Linked DNA regions of Mus musculus: all the other regions are linked to region 6. Evidence: chromatin contacts called from public Hi-C, HiCAR-type, HiChIP or PLAC-seq and promoter capture Hi-C data. All regions are on one chromosome and are shown on one strand. Each heading gives the region's core, a stretch centred on a gene start, on an enhancer-like site or on the middle of the called end of the contact. The rest is flanking DNA. Distances are from core to core; before and after follow the strand shown.

Region 1 (2,700 bases), core at 98-2,597, 1.1 Mb before region 6:
ATTTGTTTCCTTCTATTGATTCATCCTGTCCAACTTTAATGTGACAGTTTTTGCTTTATATTTTGTTTTGTTATATTTTCTAAAATGAATATGAATGCACTAATGAAAACCCAGTCACTAGAGGAAGGGTTAACAACTAAATTGTCAATTATACCTGCTGTAAAAGGGGGAATTAGTTTTCTCCAATACAGTGATATTGGATTTATCAACTCTTCCAGGGCAGGACTCATGTTCAAGAATAGTTGATCAACATTTAATGATCTCCACAGTTTTGCTTTTGTATGTTTATGGTTTTATTTGATTACAGTTTAGTGGGTTTTTTTCTCTCTCTGTTTAGGTGTTTCTTTATTTTATTTTCTTGGATTTGGGAGTTTTTGTTGTGTTTGGTTTTGTTCTTGTTTGTTTTGAGAAAGAGCTTAAAGTTGGGTGGGTAGAGAGAGGATCTAGACGACTTGGGGTAGGGGAAGACTACGATCAAAATAAATTTAATTTTAACATTGATTTAAATAATGATACATATAATAAAGAAATAAAACATGTTATGGGAACCTCATCTCCAACTGTTCTTCAAAAACAGGATATTATTTTTTTTAACTTTGTCATTCTTAGTTTTAGTTTCTGACAGGTGAGCTTTTTATAATTCCAGATGAACTGAATTAAAACAGCAGGAAGGCAGCAAAGAAGTCTTTTGAGGAAGGGGGCGCTGTTTTCTGTTAGATCAGAGGATTTTTCTAGGAGTGGAGTGGGAAAGGGTGACAGGTTGACTGAGCCGCGCTTCCTGTACTTCAGGTTCTTGGGAGAACTCCTGGAGAGTCCAGCAGTAGTCTCTGGGCAGACAACAGGAGACAGACTAGGCTGGCAGGCATCTCATTGCTGCTGCAGCGTCCTCCAGCAGACAGTGGGTTCCTCCCTGACCTCCCCAGGAAACTCAGATCTTTGCTGGGACTCGCCAGGTAAGATAAAGATTGCTGTTGCAAGTCCTATTATCTAGCGTGCTCGGAAACACACCTCTGCTGAATTCGCCGGTGTGACCTCAGTGTGAATTCCTTAAGCTCTAAAACAGGGGATTGGGTGCATTTACGGTTTCCTAGGAGTCAAGTGGCTTCTGCATAGCACTTTGATGTATTCAGTGGACTGGAATCTGATTTCCACAGGTGGAGAGAAGAGCTTGGGACACTGTAGCTACTTTCTATGGACCTCATTTCTCCTTAAAGCTATACCTCCAGAAATGTAAGCTGTGTTTTCAATTCTGTCTCCAGCCTTGGAGTCCCGGCGTCAGCGAGCTTAGTAGCAGCGGGGAACGCCCCCTCCGGTGCGCATCCAGAGAAAAGCTGTGACACTCAGGCAGTGCCTGGGTGCAGATCCCTGTAAACGTGGGCGCATAAACCTCGAGTTTCGCGGGGCTGCTGAGTGGAATCCTGGTGGTCGCCTGCTCTCCAGCCCTCTCCAAGATGCATAACTTAACGCTTTTCGAGTCTGGAGGGGACAACGTGTCTTGCGGCGGCTCATCTTTGGGCTGTCCCAACGGGTCCAGCCTGGCTCCTCTGCCGCTGCCGCAGCCACTGGCGGTAGCAGTGCCTGTCGTCTACGGGGTAATTTGCGCCGTGGGACTGGCTGGCAACTCTGCGGTGCTGTACGTACTGCTGCGCACGCCGCGCATGAAGACTGTCACCAACGTGTTCATCCTCAACCTGGCTATCGCCGATGAGCTCTTCACCCTCGTGCTGCCCATCAACATCGCGGACTTCCTGCTGAGGCGCTGGCCCTTCGGGGAGGTCATGTGCAAGCTCATTGTAGCCGTCGACCAGTACAACACTTTCTCTAGCCTCTACTTCCTCGCCGTCATGAGCGCCGACCGATACCTGGTGGTTCTGGCCACAGCAGAGTCGCGCCGGGTGTCCGGGCGCACTTACGGTGCAGCGCGTGCTGTCAGTCTGGCGGTGTGGGCGCTGGTGACGCTGGTCGTGCTGCCCTTTGCGGTATTCGCTCGGCTGGACGAGGAGCAGGGTCGGCGCCAGTGCGTGCTGGTCTTCCCGCAGCCCGAGGCCTTCTGGTGGCGTGCCAGCCGTCTCTACACACTAGTATTGGGCTTTGCCATCCCGGTGACCACCATCTGTGCTCTCTATACCACTCTGCTCTGCCGACTGCGTGCTATCCAGCTAGATAGCCACGCCAAGGCCCTGGATCGTGCCAAGAAGCGCGTGACCTTGTTGGTGGCGGCGATTCTGGCTGTGTGCCTCCTCTGCTGGACGCCTTATCACCTGAGTACCATAGTGGCCCTCACCACCGACCTCCCGCAAACGCCGCTGGTCATCGGCATCTCTTACTTCATCACCAGCCTGAGCTATGCTAACAGCTGCCTCAACCCTTTCCTCTATGCCTTCCTGGACGACAGCTTCCGCAGAAGCCTCCGGCAATTGGTGTCATGCCGTTCAGCCTGATGCCCTTTCCACCTCTTTCCACCGCAGGCAGCACTGCCAGCTGGGTTCAGGAGAATTCCGGGACTGTGGTTCCCAAGTGCAGCCCGAAATCCTGAGGCCCATTCCAGGCATTCAGTACCACAGGCCCTACCCAGGACTGATACCACAGGCCCTAACCAGGACTGATCCGGGATTTGCCCGGCCTTGAGGTGAGGCTGGTGTGTAGCATGCCTGAGGACAGCTTGGGCCAGGGCACCTTACTATTTTGTCCCCACAGCTG
Region 2 (2,700 bases), core at 43-2,542, 1.4 Mb before region 6:
CAGGGATACAGAATTTATTAATATTTTTCATAGCAACCTATTACTTACAAGTGTGGTGTACATTTATAAAAAAATAACAAAATTAATACATGAATACTTACTCATGAGAGTATTCAGAAAACTAAACATATTTGTAGATTGTAATAGCTCTTTCTATAAAAGTGATAAAAGTGATGACTATTTCTTGAATACAACCATGTCCTTTCAATTTATTACATACACAATAATGTTACATGCTGAACCTGAAATATCCTCTGAAGGATCAAATTTTGAACACTTGGGCCCAGATATTTTGGGAGAGTTCTGTACGTAGACTTTGTCAAGTAGAAATGAGCTGAAAGTGGTGAGTTCCTGGAGGAAAGTTCTCAGGGACATGTTATCCCTGCCCCTTTCATGCTTCACTCTGTTTCTTGGTCAGCTTAATATGAACAACTTTACCAACATATTCTTGCTTTTATGATCTGAGTTTCTCCTACCATGAAGACGGGAGTCAAAAGAATTCTGTCAGGCATTCTGTTACTGCATTGCAAAAGGTCAATAAATCCTACCTAGCTCTTGATGTTCTGGCCTAAACACTGTAGCTAGTTTATGACGTAAGATTGTAATGGTCTCAGTAGACAGTGGCTATGCTGACTTTTGTAGCAGTGAGGGGTATGTATGTTTCTAGTCACTACTGGTTAATGTGGAGGTCTGTTGGCAAACCAGGACCTAGAACTGGAAGAGGATCTGCTACTCCCAGCCTATGTGGGCTTATTAGGGCTGGATTGATGATTAAATGCATGATCAAATGCAAAGTGCATTTCTTAATGTTCTTATTTAGAAGGGCACTGTTCTAGAACATGTCACTGTATTTACATATATGTGCATTGCTTTTATGACTGTAAGGCAAGCCCTTTAGTGGACGTGTTCAGAAGATGAAACAACCAATATCAAGCTTCACAGGAAGCTGCTCTCACCCCCTTGGCCGAGGTTAAACTGGAACACTCATGAGAATGTGGTACTTCTGGGAGCTGTTAAGTGGACGAAGGCAGAAGGGAAAAGTATAGCTTCGTGTTAGAAAACTCAACCTGGTTTAAAGGCAGTATGAGACACCCAGAAGCTATAGCGAAACAGGTCGCACAGGGAGCTAAACTGTAATTTGTGATGAGAGAAAATGCTGGGAATGCGGAGTTTATGCTTGTGAGACAGGCTATGCGTTTTCAGAAGAGTTGTGGTTAAGAACATAAGCATTCGTGTTCATCTCCTAGGCTAGTTAAGGTCATAGTCACTTGCAGAGCAGAATTCCAGAGAGATTACAAGTGACACCAGCAACACGAGCTCTCCAGCTCTACTGGAATTGGATGATGACGGTTCTAAGGCAGTTAAGGAGAATTACAACATCATTTCGGAATCAGATTCCCAGAAGCCTTTTTTTAAAAGGTGCCACAAAACCAGAGTTCAGAAATAACCCCCAACATTCATAAAACAAAACAAAAAGACTGTCAAGGGCTATGGAATCCACCAGAAACTCCTAAAATGGTAAAAATGAAAGTTGAACGCAACTTCAAAGATTAACAGCACACTGACATAAAGTGGTGATGTGTGTAAAATGGTTAAGCAGTGTTGCCATGGGGTGCAAGGTATGTATAGCAAGGCAGCCCTGGCTGCATTCTAACAGGACACATGCGTGCAACTGCTTAGATTGGAAGCTAAGTGAGGGAGGAACCTGAGTTGATCTTAAGGGCTGCTACTCTTTTCTTAACATTGGAAATGACATTGCTAATAAGCTTTAAGATAGGAATGAAAGAAACTGGTGTTGCTTACTCTAAATGGCTGCCAAGTCTGAGACACCCAAGAAGTATGTAAACCAAATAGCTTACAGCTGACTGCCTTGTCTCTTTACCACTATGTTAAGAACTGCTTGGGAGAATTTCCATCTCACCCATAAAGATTATAAACTGTACTACTTAAAATTTTTGGCTAAAGACAATGTACCAAGGGTATGAGGAACATATGAGCTACCAGTTAGTAGGAATTAATAAGTTTTGCTTCCTAGCTTTTAAATAATTATCAAGGCAGTTAAATTTATGAAAATTAAGCATTACCAACTTTGCTTGGCTTTAGTTCACATGCATCCACATGATTTCTGCTTGATTTTTGTGTTGCTGAGGACCAAACCCAAGCTCTCACTATGGGCAAGCAATTCAATGAAGATATATCCCCAGCTGCATATTTTTAAAAGCCCATGTATATCTGTAAACCTAAATCTTAAAAGACAATAGCTATTTTAGACGTAGCTTTAAAAAGGACTGCAATTTTCCAACTTTTTTCTCTCAGTATCCCTGGACATTAACTCCGTGTTGAGTCTGATTTTGACCCAAAGAATGTGGTAAAGCTTCTGACCTATGTTGTCACTCTTACTAGGATGTTGCTGTCTCTTTGTGAGCATCAGTTATCAAAAGGGCTATCTATACAAGGCATTCCTAAATCAAATATGTGAGGACATGGCTATATGGACTATTCGATCCCAGCCCATTGACACACATCCCCCCAGTGAAATGAGTAAATAAATGGTGTTATCTTAGGCCCCAACGTGTTAAAATGATCAGTTACACAACACACATCTAATACTGAAGTTCTAATAAAAAGATCTGGATGAAACAAAACACCAGAACATATTGCTGTAGTAGAGAACAGACTATTAGTAGAGGTCAAAAAGGT
Region 3 (2,700 bases), core at 133-2,632, 1.4 Mb before region 6:
CAGAATGTACACCCTGAATTGTACATTCATCAACAAGCTTAGCCGGGCATGGTGGCTAATCCCAGCATTTGGGAAGCAGAGGCAGGCAGATCTCTGAGTTTGAGGCCAGTCTCGACAAGTTAGATAGAGTAAAGAGCCTGTACTAATTTTCAAAGGTAGCCTATATTTATCAGAACAGCTGATTATCTGTGTTCAGACTTAGACACTTGTTGAGACTATAAACAAAACTTTGTTTTTACTTAGAGATAATTTTTATAAAATTCATACTTTCTCAGATAGTAAACACTGTTTTCCATAATTAATTTTGAAAGAAATGTATATGAGGTTATATAGCTCTCTCAGAATATTACATAGATTATACTTGGTTTTAGATCCTTGTTTACTCTAGAATAGTCCAATTTCTACTTATATACCAGTGTTCATACATATGTATCCTTCTTAGAGGCATCAATAGCTATACATCTGAATAAAGATGTGTTAAAATTTCCAATTGTACAAACTCATCTTTTTGTTATTAACAAAAGTTGGGAAAATTGATTGTCATTTTTAATTTTTGTTTTGGTGTGGTTGTGTGGTCTATGCATGTGTTTGTATAGATGTGTACATATGTGTGAAAACCAGGTCAACATCAGGAGTCTTCGTTGAGACTGCTTGCTACCTTTTTTGAGTTTTATCACTGACCCTGAGCTCATTAATTCTTCTAGAATAGCTGGAGAATGAGCTCTGAAGATCTGCTTGCCTCTGGCCCCTACCCCACCAATATCAGGTTGAAGATATTAGATGCGTGTCATACTTTATACCTTATACTGGGCTTCCTATATTGATTTGTTTTAACTGCCTCTCCTGTACATAGAAGACAGCTGGGTTTATTTCCCTCCAGAGGTCACTTTCCACTCTGGATTAATTTCTGTCATTTATGAATTTTAATTACCACATTCTCTTAACATGTTTCTACACTCCTTTTAAAATTACTTTTATATGGGCTAAGAACAATTAGTAAAGTTAAAAATACCTCCTTTCTTTAGAATTTTATAATTTAATGGAATAGCAGTACAGACTTTTTTTTTTTAAATTTTGAGCCAGCCTCAGCTAAATTGCTTTGAGTTCATTGTTACCCAAAGAGAGCTTTAACTTGTGATCCTCCTGTTAGGATTATAGACTAATGACACCAGTGTCAAGCACTGCTGAATATAAAAGCCTCTGGTGAACTGAATGGAAAATAAGCCTACTTACTGGACAGACATCATGCTTGTCTCCATTGCGGAATCCAGTCTTCCTTCATCTGCCGTCTCCATGACTGATCTCTCTGGCTCCCCTGGGAGCTCAGGTGCACACGCACCATAGAGCTCTGGGGCTGCAGCCACAGGTGCTGAGGAAAGAAAACTGCTAGTGCGGAGTTTACTCACTTCCTCTTCAAGCTGCTTCTTCTCTTCAAGCAAACGAGCTCGGTCCTCAGAGAGCGACTCTATCAAATCTAAGACCCCAAAGGCAAAGACACATTACATACTGAAAACACTTCCAAGTATTTTTAAAATCATATTAAGACAACACTAACCTTTATCCCGCTCTTGCTGCTGCATTGTACTTTTTAGCTTATCACTAAGATCATTTATTATGTTTTCTTTCCTCATTTTCTCTCTTGTTAAGACTGTGTTAAAGTTGGTCTGAAACAACAGTAGTAATAGTCAATCAGCTGCATACACTTAGGAGACAATGCTATGGAAATAAGACTGTAATGTATTCTTTTCTGAGGTACATTTATGGAGTCACATGACTAAGCAAATGGTATGTATTCCAGTAAAGGTTATTATTTTCTTTGTTTGAACTCAGTACTTGAAAACAAAATTTTCTCCTTGTTTATATTGTCAGAAAGGCAAATGCCTGACATTTTCGAGAAGGAAGTTAAATGATCAACAGTGCTGTTAATAGAGTGCTGTTGGATACATGACGTTTTCTTTGGGAAACTTTCTTTCCTCTGAAATCTTTGATCTTTGGCTAGCTCTTGATTACCATACTAGCGTGTGGTTATCTTCCTCTTATTTGAACATGTGCAATGCCCTCGGGGCCTCCATAGCGATGACACTTATTACTCCCCAGGTTTCACCCACTGCATGAAGTTCACATATTCAATTGCCTAGAGGGATCTGACAGACAACTGGTAATTTTAACTGCATTTTAATTAACAAAGGAGATTAAATTTGTTAAACATTTCATTTATACTCATTAAACATATCCATTCATTAAAATATAACAAATACTTACGTGAGAGAATGATCTAACATGATTCTTTAATTTGCTTAGCATTTACCCAAAACCTTTTAGAAATCCATAAATGGCAACAGACAGATTTAACAGGAAAATCATTTGACAGTTTCAGACAAAAATCTAACAACAAAGAACAAAGTAAAAGTTTCAGGCTACCAAGAATACTTGAAGGGACTTAGAATTTGAAAAAAAAAAAAACCTTTTTTTTTTTTTTTTTTTTTGCAGAAAAAAGAGGGAATGTTACCAATGCAGCTTACTACTAGGTAATTTCTGTTTACAAATAGAAAATTAGCACATGTAAAAGTACATTAACCATTGATTATCTTCATGAACTATGCTATTTCTGTAATATGAATGGATTAAGATAATCACAATATTTTTTTGTATTTTTTTTTTTTTTTTTGAGACAGGGTTTCTCTGTGTAGTTCGAGCTGT
Region 4 (2,700 bases), core at 28-2,527, 1.5 Mb before region 6:
GGGGAAAGGCCCCTTGTGGCTGGGACCATCCCAGGGCTGGTAGTCTTGGTTCTATAAGAGAGCAGGCTGAGCAAGCCAGGGGAAGCAAGCCAGTAATGAACATCCCTCCATGGCCTCTGCATCAGCTCCTGCTTCTTGACCTGTTTGAGTTCCAGTCCTGACTTCCTTGGTGATGAACAGCAGTATGGAAGTGTAAGCTGAATCCCTTTCCTGCCCAACTTGCTTCTTTTTCTGATTTTGTTTTTGTTTTTCGAGACAGGGTTTCTCTGTGTAGCCCTGGCTGCCCTGGAACTCACTCTGTAGACCAGGCTGGCCTCGAACTCAGAAATCTGCCTGCCTCTGCCTCCCAAGTGCTGCCCAAATTGCCTCTTGGTCATGATGTTTATACAGGAATAGAAACCCTGACTAAGACACTTCTTAAGCATGACAAACAGCTTCACCAATTGGAGACTAAATATTCAAACATCTGCATCTATGAGGAATGTTTGCATTCAAATCACCATACTAAGTACTACGGAGAAGGATCCGTCTTAGCCTCTGAGGTATGAGGTCTGCCAGATGGGGAGCTACTAGAATGGATCTATCAGCCCCACTTGTCAGAATATAAGAATATTTTTAAATGGTCTGAGAGTGTTTCTAATTCCTTCAAAAGGCAAAGAATAGCATGTAGACCATCCTTGTTGGACAATGAATCCTTCTAATTGGGGGCTCTAGGGATTTTTATGAGTTGCTCTCCTTGCTTGGTGTAAGACATAAGGGTGGGCTGCACAGGAAAGAGGGGCTGTAAAAACAGAGAGATGTCCCTGTTTGTTAGATGCTGTTCGGTTTATTTTGTTCTCCTAAGACCTAAGATCCCAGCCTGACTCCTGACTTTTAGTGAATAACCTAGATTTTAGTTCATTTCTAATGTTTACAAAGGGTACTTAGTTATGCCTTTTTGTTTTGAAACTTTAAAAAGACTCATTATGTTAAAAGTGGAATAAAATAAAGTTTTGTGGTAAAACAAAAGAGAGAGAAGGAGGGGTAGAGTCAGTACCAGAGAATACTAACTGCTTCGTGTGATGCTCCTGGCTTAAAATACTTATTTACAGTTTTAAAAGAAATTTCTTACCTGAATGAATGTTCTTGTACTTTGTGATTCAGCTATTGACTTCAAATAAAAGTGACGTCTTCAATAAAACAAAACAAGACTTCCAAGCCCCATATTGTACCGGGACACCTGTGTCTGTTCCAGCTGTCCTCATACCAACCACCTGAAGGTGCCAGCCTCAGTTAATCACCAATGTCCCTACTCCAGGTCATTTAGTCATCTCAGAAGTTGAACTTGAGTTTGAACTGGAACATAATTCCGAGGCCTCAAAATTTGTCACAGAATAGTCTCCCAGAGTATGGTCTCAGATGCTGCAAGTTGTAAACTAGGAAGTGATCTACTGTCTCTATTTCTTTGGGCTTCCAGGGGATTCTGACACACTAAAGTTTCTGAACCATTGCACATGGCGCTATGACTTCCCTAAGTCCTGTCAGAATCTGCTTAGCTCTTCTTTCTGAGAGCAAAAAGGTACTCAGAATAGCGATTGTTAAGTACTGACTTTCTGTTTCAAAATGAAACTACTAGCACAGAGAAGCCCATCTGGAGTTGTTGGTGGCCACAATGTTTCAGTGTTTTTAAGTCTGACAGCGAGGCGCCACCGTGTGGAAGAAAGATGACCCTACATTAAAAATAATTCCCGCAGTGATCAGTTGACTTCCCAGTTTTGTTTGTTGTTTGATCTTTATTTACCGCAATAGTTTATACACAGTGGGGAAATGATTTTGTAAAAATGAATAACTAAAGAAGACATTAAAAGTACACAAAACATACAATGTATTCTTAGAGTGTAATTGCGGTTTCATGTTTCCTCACATCTGTCTTCCTTCCCTCTGGGGCCAGTGACAACATGCAGACTAGCAGGACCAGGAGCTGGAGCAGCAATGTGCTGCACAACCGAACAGAAGTGAAATCTGCCTTCCTGGAGACCATCCCCTGTACAAAAATGTTTCCCTCTGCAAATGGCTTCCTTTGTCGGACTGCTGAAAAACAGGTCCATGTGCCAACAGAAGGAAGGAGCACGGGTTCAGAAAATGATTCTGACCCATCGACTTTCACACTGAGCTGTATCTAGTGTTTATTCAAACTATCATTTGTTCCATGTAATTTTCTATTTGTTTCATTTCCATCGTGCATAAAGAACTCAAATTCCAAACGCAATCTGAGGCTATGAATTACGTGGATGTTTAAAGACCTGTCTACACTTGCTTTTGTCTGCTTTGTTCTTTGTGCTTGTGTTTGACATCTTGGTGCCACTTACACAAGCCACAGTTAAGTGATGAAGAGCCAAAACCCTCAAACAATAAGTAAAACAGAAAACCTTTGATGTTGTCTTTTGTTTATTTACTTTATTTTTGTTTTGTTTCAAATCTAATTGAGACAAACCAACAAGAAGAAGAAATCACCTAGGTGCTGTCTGGTCACCCTCTCTGGTCAACATTCCAGAAATAGACATAGATATAAGTGTTATAGCTAAATGTTAAAATCATGTCCAGAAGAATGAGGAACTGAAATTTGGAATAAGGGTTTTCTATTAACTAGTTGTCCAAAAATACATTTTAGAAACTAACGGAAGCGAATGGCAAGTGATCACAATAATAATTATCTAGAGT
Region 5 (2,700 bases), core at 89-2,588, 1.4 Mb before region 6:
TCAAATAACTTAAAGCCATCTTTCTGTCTCAGCCTCCTGGAATGTTGAGATGAATATAGCAGCTACCTTCTAAGCCTTGGCTAACGTTTAAAACAGATATAAATGCTAAAAAACATAACAAAAACTTAATTGGAAAGCGATGATTTGCGTTGTATTTGGTAATAAGACTAAATAAAATATTTCACACATAACAAGTCCATTTATAGATCCCCTCCCCCAAAAAGAAAAACCACCTACTGAAATACAGTACCAACATTTGACTAGGAACACAGATTGGTTCATTTTTAGGCTGCTTCTAAACTGCTTGCTAGCTTTGCAAACCCTCAGATAAGTAAGTCTCACCAATTCTTTACAGAAAATGGTTAGCAAAATGTATAAATTTTAACGCTCATAATAGACTTGTCAACATCCGCACCCAACTGAATGTCTTGCAGGGACTCTATCAATAAGTGAGTCCACGAGTGTTCCGTGGCATCAGTCCTATGTACCAGTTCATGGAATGATCACATTTTAAAGACTCATGACGGAAGGGACAGGATTACGAAACCATAAACAGTCACCATAGCACATCCACCACTCTGTAGAGAAAGTACTGACAGCACGTTCGAAAGCTGTCATTTGTACCAAGTTTTGGTACTCCCATAAGCCCCCACCCCAAATCCATCTGCGGGGCGAGCGAGGCTGAGTCATTCCAAGGAGTAACTTTACACCGATGCTTGCACTCCGGGGTCGGGACAAAGGCATCACCTCTAGGTTCCTCCCGTCAGGGCACTCCGGCCCTGGCCCAAACCCTCTCCGGTTTCCCGAGCCCGACACTCCAGTGCACCGAGCCCTGGAGACGGAGGCCGCGATTCAGGCCTCGGGTGAGCACCGGCGTCCTGCCGCTCCCGCGATCCTGTCAGCGGCCAGCGGGCCTCAGGGTCCCCGTAGGACTGCCGCGGCGACCCTCCGAGCCGGCGCCGCCAGACGCTCCGGCGAACCCGTCAGGTGCTGAGCGGCCGGGCCAAGCCCGCCGCCAGATGGGAGCAGGGGCGGCACTTACCCGGCAGCGCCTCCTCCGCCCGCGGCAGCAACACAGCCGGCGGCCCTCCGCACCATCTTCTGCCGCCGCCCTGGCCTCGGCGGCGGCTATCAACCGCCCCTGCGGCGCCGCCAACCGACACAACCGTCGGCGCCCAGCCGCCGAGTACCCGGCGAGGCCCGGAAGGATGGGAGTCGGGCGCAGCCGCTGCTCCGGCCCCTCGGCTCCGCGCGGGGACCCGAGTCCGCCGGCCGAGGCACTGAGAGCTTGGCAGGGCTGGGTCGCGGCCGCCGTGGGGTTTGTTATTGTCGACTCGGCCTTTCCGCCGCAGAGCACGCCGGGAAACAGCCAGCCGGGGGAGGGGTGACTCAGGTGTCTGCGCAGATCCGGAAGTCGCTGGGCTGGCCGGACGGGCGCGGCTCGGTCGGCGAGCGTAGTCCCTGGCTGGCAACTTGTCTGTCCTTCCCTGACCCTGGAAGGTATTTCGGTGCTTGCCTTGGACGGCCCCAAGGTGAGCGTGACCTTCTGGCCGCGGCAGACCGACCTCGCCAAACCTGGGGCAGCCCCAACAGGGGAACCGGAGGCTGACGAGTGAGCACCAGCACAGATCTGGGGCCCTCATCTGCTGCCCCGAAATCAGCCGACTGTCACCTGGGCCACTCGTACCGGGACTGCCAGAATGGCAGGCTACTCGGAAAGTATGCCTGGCATCTTTGCAAGGGTGGGGCGGCCCAGAGTCAGACCAGGTAAGTAAAGAGCACGTCCAGAAGAGGAACCGAAGCAAAGTGGACTGTACTGTAAGCGGCACGACCGAACAATACTGAGGTCGATAATAGGTCAACAGCATCAAGATTAGAGAAGAGAATGTCAGCTTATGAGAACATTACATTTGTATTCGGGCTTAGGCAAGGACTTGAAACTACAAAACTTGAGTTTGATGAGAAGATGTTTGTTACAAGCAGGCTCATCAATTATGTGACGTAAACACGTATTAAATTACTATTCCCAGGAATATCTGATAGAGGTAAAAGTTTAGGAATGGTCTCTCTAAGCCAACAGTTAGCGGTTCCCGACAAAATGAGACATAAGGGGTATTAAACTGATTGAGATCTGCAGTTCTTTATTGTGATAGACACTGGAAAAACAGTAGTTGTGTTTTAAGAGTTGTTTAGAAAGGAGCTTGTTGCTTATCTCACTTTGTTTTTAACTTTGCACTTCTGCCATATCCCAGAAAAATCTTGTATGCACACTGTTATACATATTGAGTATTTTTTAAACTGGAATTTTAGTACATTACACCAGCAAATAAAGCAAAAATGGAAAAAGAACAAGCACTCAATTTTTGTGCACCAGGGGAAGTAGTGAATTGGCAAGACTAAAGAGAAGAAAAATTGTTAGTATATTAACAAATGTAAGCTATATTGCAGTCTAGCTAGAACAATGAAGATCAAAGCTGGCCGGGTGGTGCACATACCTTTAATCCCTTCTCTCAGAAGCTGAGGCCTGCTCTACAGAATGAGCTTCAGGGAGCCAAGGCTACACAGAAAAAGGAAAATCAGGGCCGGTGAGATGGCCCAGAGGGTAAGGAGATCTACTGACTACCAAAACTGACAACCTGAGTTTCATCCTAGGACTGACGTCGTGGGAGGAGAGAACCACTCCTTGAAGTTCACACACAC
Region 6 (2,700 bases), core at 116-2,615:
GACTTTTTTCTTCTTGCGAGTTTCCTCTGTGGCAATCTGGGAACCTTCAGCCAGAGAGAGGTTTCCCAATTTAAAAAAAAAAAAAATGTTTAACCTATCATATAACCAGAACTCATCACCTGCATCAAGTAATGAAATAGCTCAATCAGTAAGAAAGAAAAACAACACAGGCTAATATCTGGAACAGAAAACAAACAGGAAATATTTGAAAGGACCAAAATCGTACATACGGATTAACGGGGCATGAAATTAAATGCGGGTCAACACACCTGTTTAAGAAAGAGGAACCGGGGGCGTCTGAAAGTCTTACATTATTTGGTATTAACACTAAATCCTAAGCTGGCAGCGAGTGGAAAGTCAGCGAGCTCCTAGCTCAAGCAAAACTACACAGTATTTAAGCGACAGCACTTTAGCTCTGACTCAGTTTCTTGACTCATAAAAAGAATTCTGCAGAGGCGCGTAACTCTAAAGCACTCACTGCACAAACGTTTAGCATCTCTGCACGGCTTTTACTTCACAAATGGCAAAAGTCTCTGGTGTTTTGATAATGCAAACCTGCTGCGTCTGGAAGAAGAGATTCAAGTGAAGCTGGCTGGAGAGGTCAAGTGTGGAAGCAAAGGGATGGAAAGTGGTACACACCGAGGGACACATCCACACAGACCAATCAAGGAACAGAGGATGTCATCCGTCCCGCTGCAGCCTCAGCACCATACCCGCGGAGCAGCAGCAGCCGGCTGCCCGGCACATCGCACGCAGGCCGACTTGCCAAGGGGCGGCGTATTTTCTGTTTGTGATTACCAAGTGGGTGTAAGGCAGAGCTGGGATAAACACACTTTACGGCCCGTCTGCAACTGACCGCGGCACCCAGCGAAGCCGCTCTGGGGTAACCGGCGGCGGCCACCGTACATTCTCTCAGCCCAGCGTCGAGGGCTTCAGTCCTGGGCTCACTGCGGCCGTGGGCAGCACGGACCTGAAAGCCCGGAGGGCGCGCGGCGCGGCCCGGCCCGGCCCGGCCCTGACTGACTCCGCGTGGGCCGGTGTCGCGGACTCGGCCGCGGCCTGCCCCGGGCCCGCCCGCTTACCGCATTCTTTTTCTGCACCATTTTGTCCATCTTCTTGGCAATGCGAACCACCTCGTCCTCCATGGCTCCGGAAGGCCTCCCCTCGCCCGGCCACAGCGGACGGGAAGCGAGAGAAGCTGCGCGGACGTTGGACAAGCCGCGAAGCCGCTGGCCTAGGCCTTCCTCACAGACCCGGCCCGCGGCGGCAGGGATAAGCGCTCCGCCCCCTAGGCCGTGCCAGTCAAGCACCGCGCGCGCCACACAGGCACTACGAATCGATCGCAGGAGACTGGAAAGTAGAAGTGGCTCGCTCAGGCGTGCGCTGTTCTTTTAATCTATTCCCGCCCCCAGCAGTCTGGAACTTCCGGCCCTATCCGGACTCGCGTTGCTGGCGAGCTGGAGTTGGACGGAGTCCGGCTTTCACGCCAGAGGGATCAGGCAGTAGGCGGTAGGTTGCTACGAGTTCCATCGAAACCCCTCCGGCAGAGCGTTCTCTGGGACGCAGGACAGGCATTGCCGAGGGCTTAAAGCGCATGAGCACTGAGGCTCACTCTTGGACTCAGATATTCAAACCATCTAGCCTGCTGATGAAAACCGACTAAAAAGACGACGGCCTTGAGAATTGTGACTTAAAAAAAGCCACGGTAAAAAAATGACATGTATAGTGTCTGGGATTGTTTTTACTTTGTTCCATGTGTTGAAAGTTAATAAATCAGGAGCCAATGAACATTACAGACTTTTAAGACTCAAAATATCTTCTTTCCAATGAAAAAAGTTAACTAAAACACATGTCGTGTCAAATTAAACATTTGTCACCAAGCATGATAGAAGGCCGTGGCATATAACTAATGTGCATTTTCACACTTTAAACTTAAGATCAAATAAAGTATAGCTCCCCAGGGTAACAGTGAATTCCACTTTGACTAATCAGTTTCTATTGAAAGTAAATGGTTCAGTACCATTTTTCACCCATAACTCATGCTTTTCATTTATTTTCTTTGTCCTTTTCCTTCAATTTCCTTGTGAGGTAATAAAGAGGAGACAATCACCAGGCAGTGGTGCCCCACGCCTTTGATCTCAGCACTTGGGAGGCAGAGGCAGGCGGATTTCTGAGTTCGAGGCCAGTCTGGTCTACAAAGTGAGTTCCAGGACAGCCAGAGCTACACAGAGAAACCCTGTCTCGAAAAACCGGAAAAAAAAAAAAAAAAAAAAAAAAAAGAGGGGACAACATTTTCTCATTTGCAGATGAGAAAGTGGGTCTGTGTCCAGTTAAACCATTTACTACCAATTCACACTATGCATAACAGCATTTCAAAGTTAATTACCATTAACCAAAATTTACCACTTAAGATTCTCTCTATACTAAGATAAAGCCCTTTATGGTTCAAGATATCTATCTGGTCTCCACTGCCTTGAGACAGGGTCTCTCCCTGAATTAGAAGTTTGAAGTCAGCTAGGCTGACTGGCCAGCAAATTCCCCAATCGGCCTCTCTTAGACTCCCAAGCATTGTGGTTGCAGGAATGCACATCTATGCCCAGCTTTTTTCTGCAGGTGCTGGGAATTCCATCTCAGAACCCCAGGCACTCATGCTTGGAAAACAAGTACTCCTGTCCACTTAGCCATCTCCCCAGCCTCAAG

Evidence for each region. Promoter capture Hi-C pulls out the DNA fragments that hold promoters and counts their contacts. Hi-C and Micro-C count contacts between places; a contact is called where the count stands out from the background. HiCAR-type assays count read pairs that join an accessible place to other places. HiChIP or PLAC-seq counts read pairs in DNA pulled down with a chosen protein or histone mark.
Region 1: a promoter capture Hi-C map of hippocampal neurons shows a contact between it and region 6, with 28 times the contacts expected there. The contact joins the promoter of Npbwr1 here to the promoter of Tcea1 in region 6. A contact is called at or near these places in 6 of 39 promoter capture datasets (the 3T3-L1 cell line, cranial neural crest, embryonic stem cells and 2 more), 1 of 484 Hi-C or Micro-C datasets (cortical neurons) and 7 of 115 datasets of contacts at active chromatin or transcription factors (astrocytes, embryonic stem cells, forebrain and 1 more).
Region 2: an H3K27ac HiChIP or PLAC-seq map of the NIH/3T3 cell line shows a contact between it and region 6, with 12 times the contacts expected there. The contact joins the enhancer-like site here to the promoter of Tcea1 in region 6. A contact is called at or near these places in 4 of 39 promoter capture datasets (the 3T3-L1 cell line, cranial neural crest and pre-B cells) and 2 of 115 datasets of contacts at active chromatin or transcription factors (the NIH/3T3 cell line and astrocytes).
Region 3: a contact with region 6 is called in a promoter capture Hi-C map of pre-B cells. The contact joins the enhancer-like site here to the promoter of Tcea1 in region 6. A contact is called at or near these places in 6 of 39 promoter capture datasets (the 3T3-L1 cell line, cranial neural crest, hippocampal neurons and 2 more), 3 of 115 datasets of contacts at active chromatin or transcription factors (the NIH/3T3 cell line, bone marrow-derived dendritic cells and large pre-B cells) and 1 of 9 other capture datasets (pancreatic islet).
Region 4: a contact with region 6 is called in a Hi-C map of B cells, with 6 read pairs. The contact joins the enhancer-like site here to the promoter of Tcea1 in region 6. A contact is called at or near these places in 1 of 39 promoter capture datasets (pre-B cells), 1 of 484 Hi-C or Micro-C datasets (B cells) and 1 of 115 datasets of contacts at active chromatin or transcription factors (astrocytes).
Region 5: a HiCAR-type map of astrocytes shows a contact between it and region 6, with 9 times the contacts expected there. The contact joins the promoter of Rb1cc1 here to the promoter of Tcea1 in region 6. A contact is called at or near these places in 14 of 39 promoter capture datasets (the 3T3-L1 cell line, 3T3-L1-derived adipocytes, the C10 cell line and 11 more), 8 of 484 Hi-C or Micro-C datasets (CD4 T cells, cardiomyocytes, cerebral cortex and 5 more), 18 of 115 datasets of contacts at active chromatin or transcription factors (the 230-238 cell line, astrocytes, bone marrow-derived dendritic cells and 12 more) and 3 of 9 other capture datasets (adipose tissue, embryonic stem cells and liver).

The regions. Positions count from the first base shown.
Region 1 is chr1:5,916,045-5,918,744 of GRCm38.p6, reverse strand. Npbwr1 (neuropeptides B/W receptor 1) reads left to right here and starts at 1,347. Exons shown (of 1, transcript NM_010342.1): 1 at 1,347-2,700. The coding sequence starts at 1,452. The coding sequence ends at 2,441.
Region 2 is chr1:6,278,958-6,281,657 of GRCm38.p6, reverse strand. No RefSeq gene overlaps it. Among named protein-coding and RNA genes, the nearest start is that of 4732440D04Rik, 64 kb to the right of the region's middle. Within about 2 kb of position 1,292, at least 51 of the 459 cell types and tissues checked have an H3K27ac peak or open chromatin away from gene starts, as enhancers often do. A contact at or near this core is called in the NIH/3T3 cell line, where this site is marked.
Region 3 is chr1:6,261,798-6,264,497 of GRCm38.p6, reverse strand. Rb1cc1 (RB1-inducible coiled-coil 1) reads right to left here. Exons shown (of 24, transcript NM_009826.4): 17 at 1,556-1,664; 18 at 1,234-1,474. Among named protein-coding and RNA genes, the nearest start is that of 4732440D04Rik, 47 kb to the right of the region's middle. Within about 2 kb of position 1,382, at least 12 of the 459 cell types and tissues checked have an H3K27ac peak or open chromatin away from gene starts, as enhancers often do. A contact at or near this core is called in pre-B cells, where this site is marked.
Region 4 is chr1:6,405,503-6,408,202 of GRCm38.p6, reverse strand. No RefSeq gene overlaps it. Among named protein-coding and RNA genes, the nearest start is that of Alkal1, 48 kb to the right of the region's middle. Within about 2 kb of position 1,277, at least 58 of the 459 cell types and tissues checked have an H3K27ac peak or open chromatin away from gene starts, as enhancers often do. A contact at or near this core is called in B cells and pre-B cells, where this site is marked.
Region 5 is chr1:6,213,300-6,215,999 of GRCm38.p6, reverse strand. Rb1cc1 (RB1-inducible coiled-coil 1) reads right to left here and starts at 1,338. Exons shown (of 24, transcript NM_009826.4): 1 at 1,043-1,338. It overlaps 4732440D04Rik (a long non-coding RNA gene), which reads left to right. Exons shown (of 2, transcript XR_001778783.2): 2 at 600-2,700.
Region 6 is chr1:4,856,359-4,859,058 of GRCm38.p6, reverse strand. It overlaps Tcea1 (transcription elongation factor A (SII) 1), which reads right to left and starts at 1,365. Exons shown (of 10, transcript NM_011541.4): 1 at 1,083-1,365. The coding sequence starts at 1,145.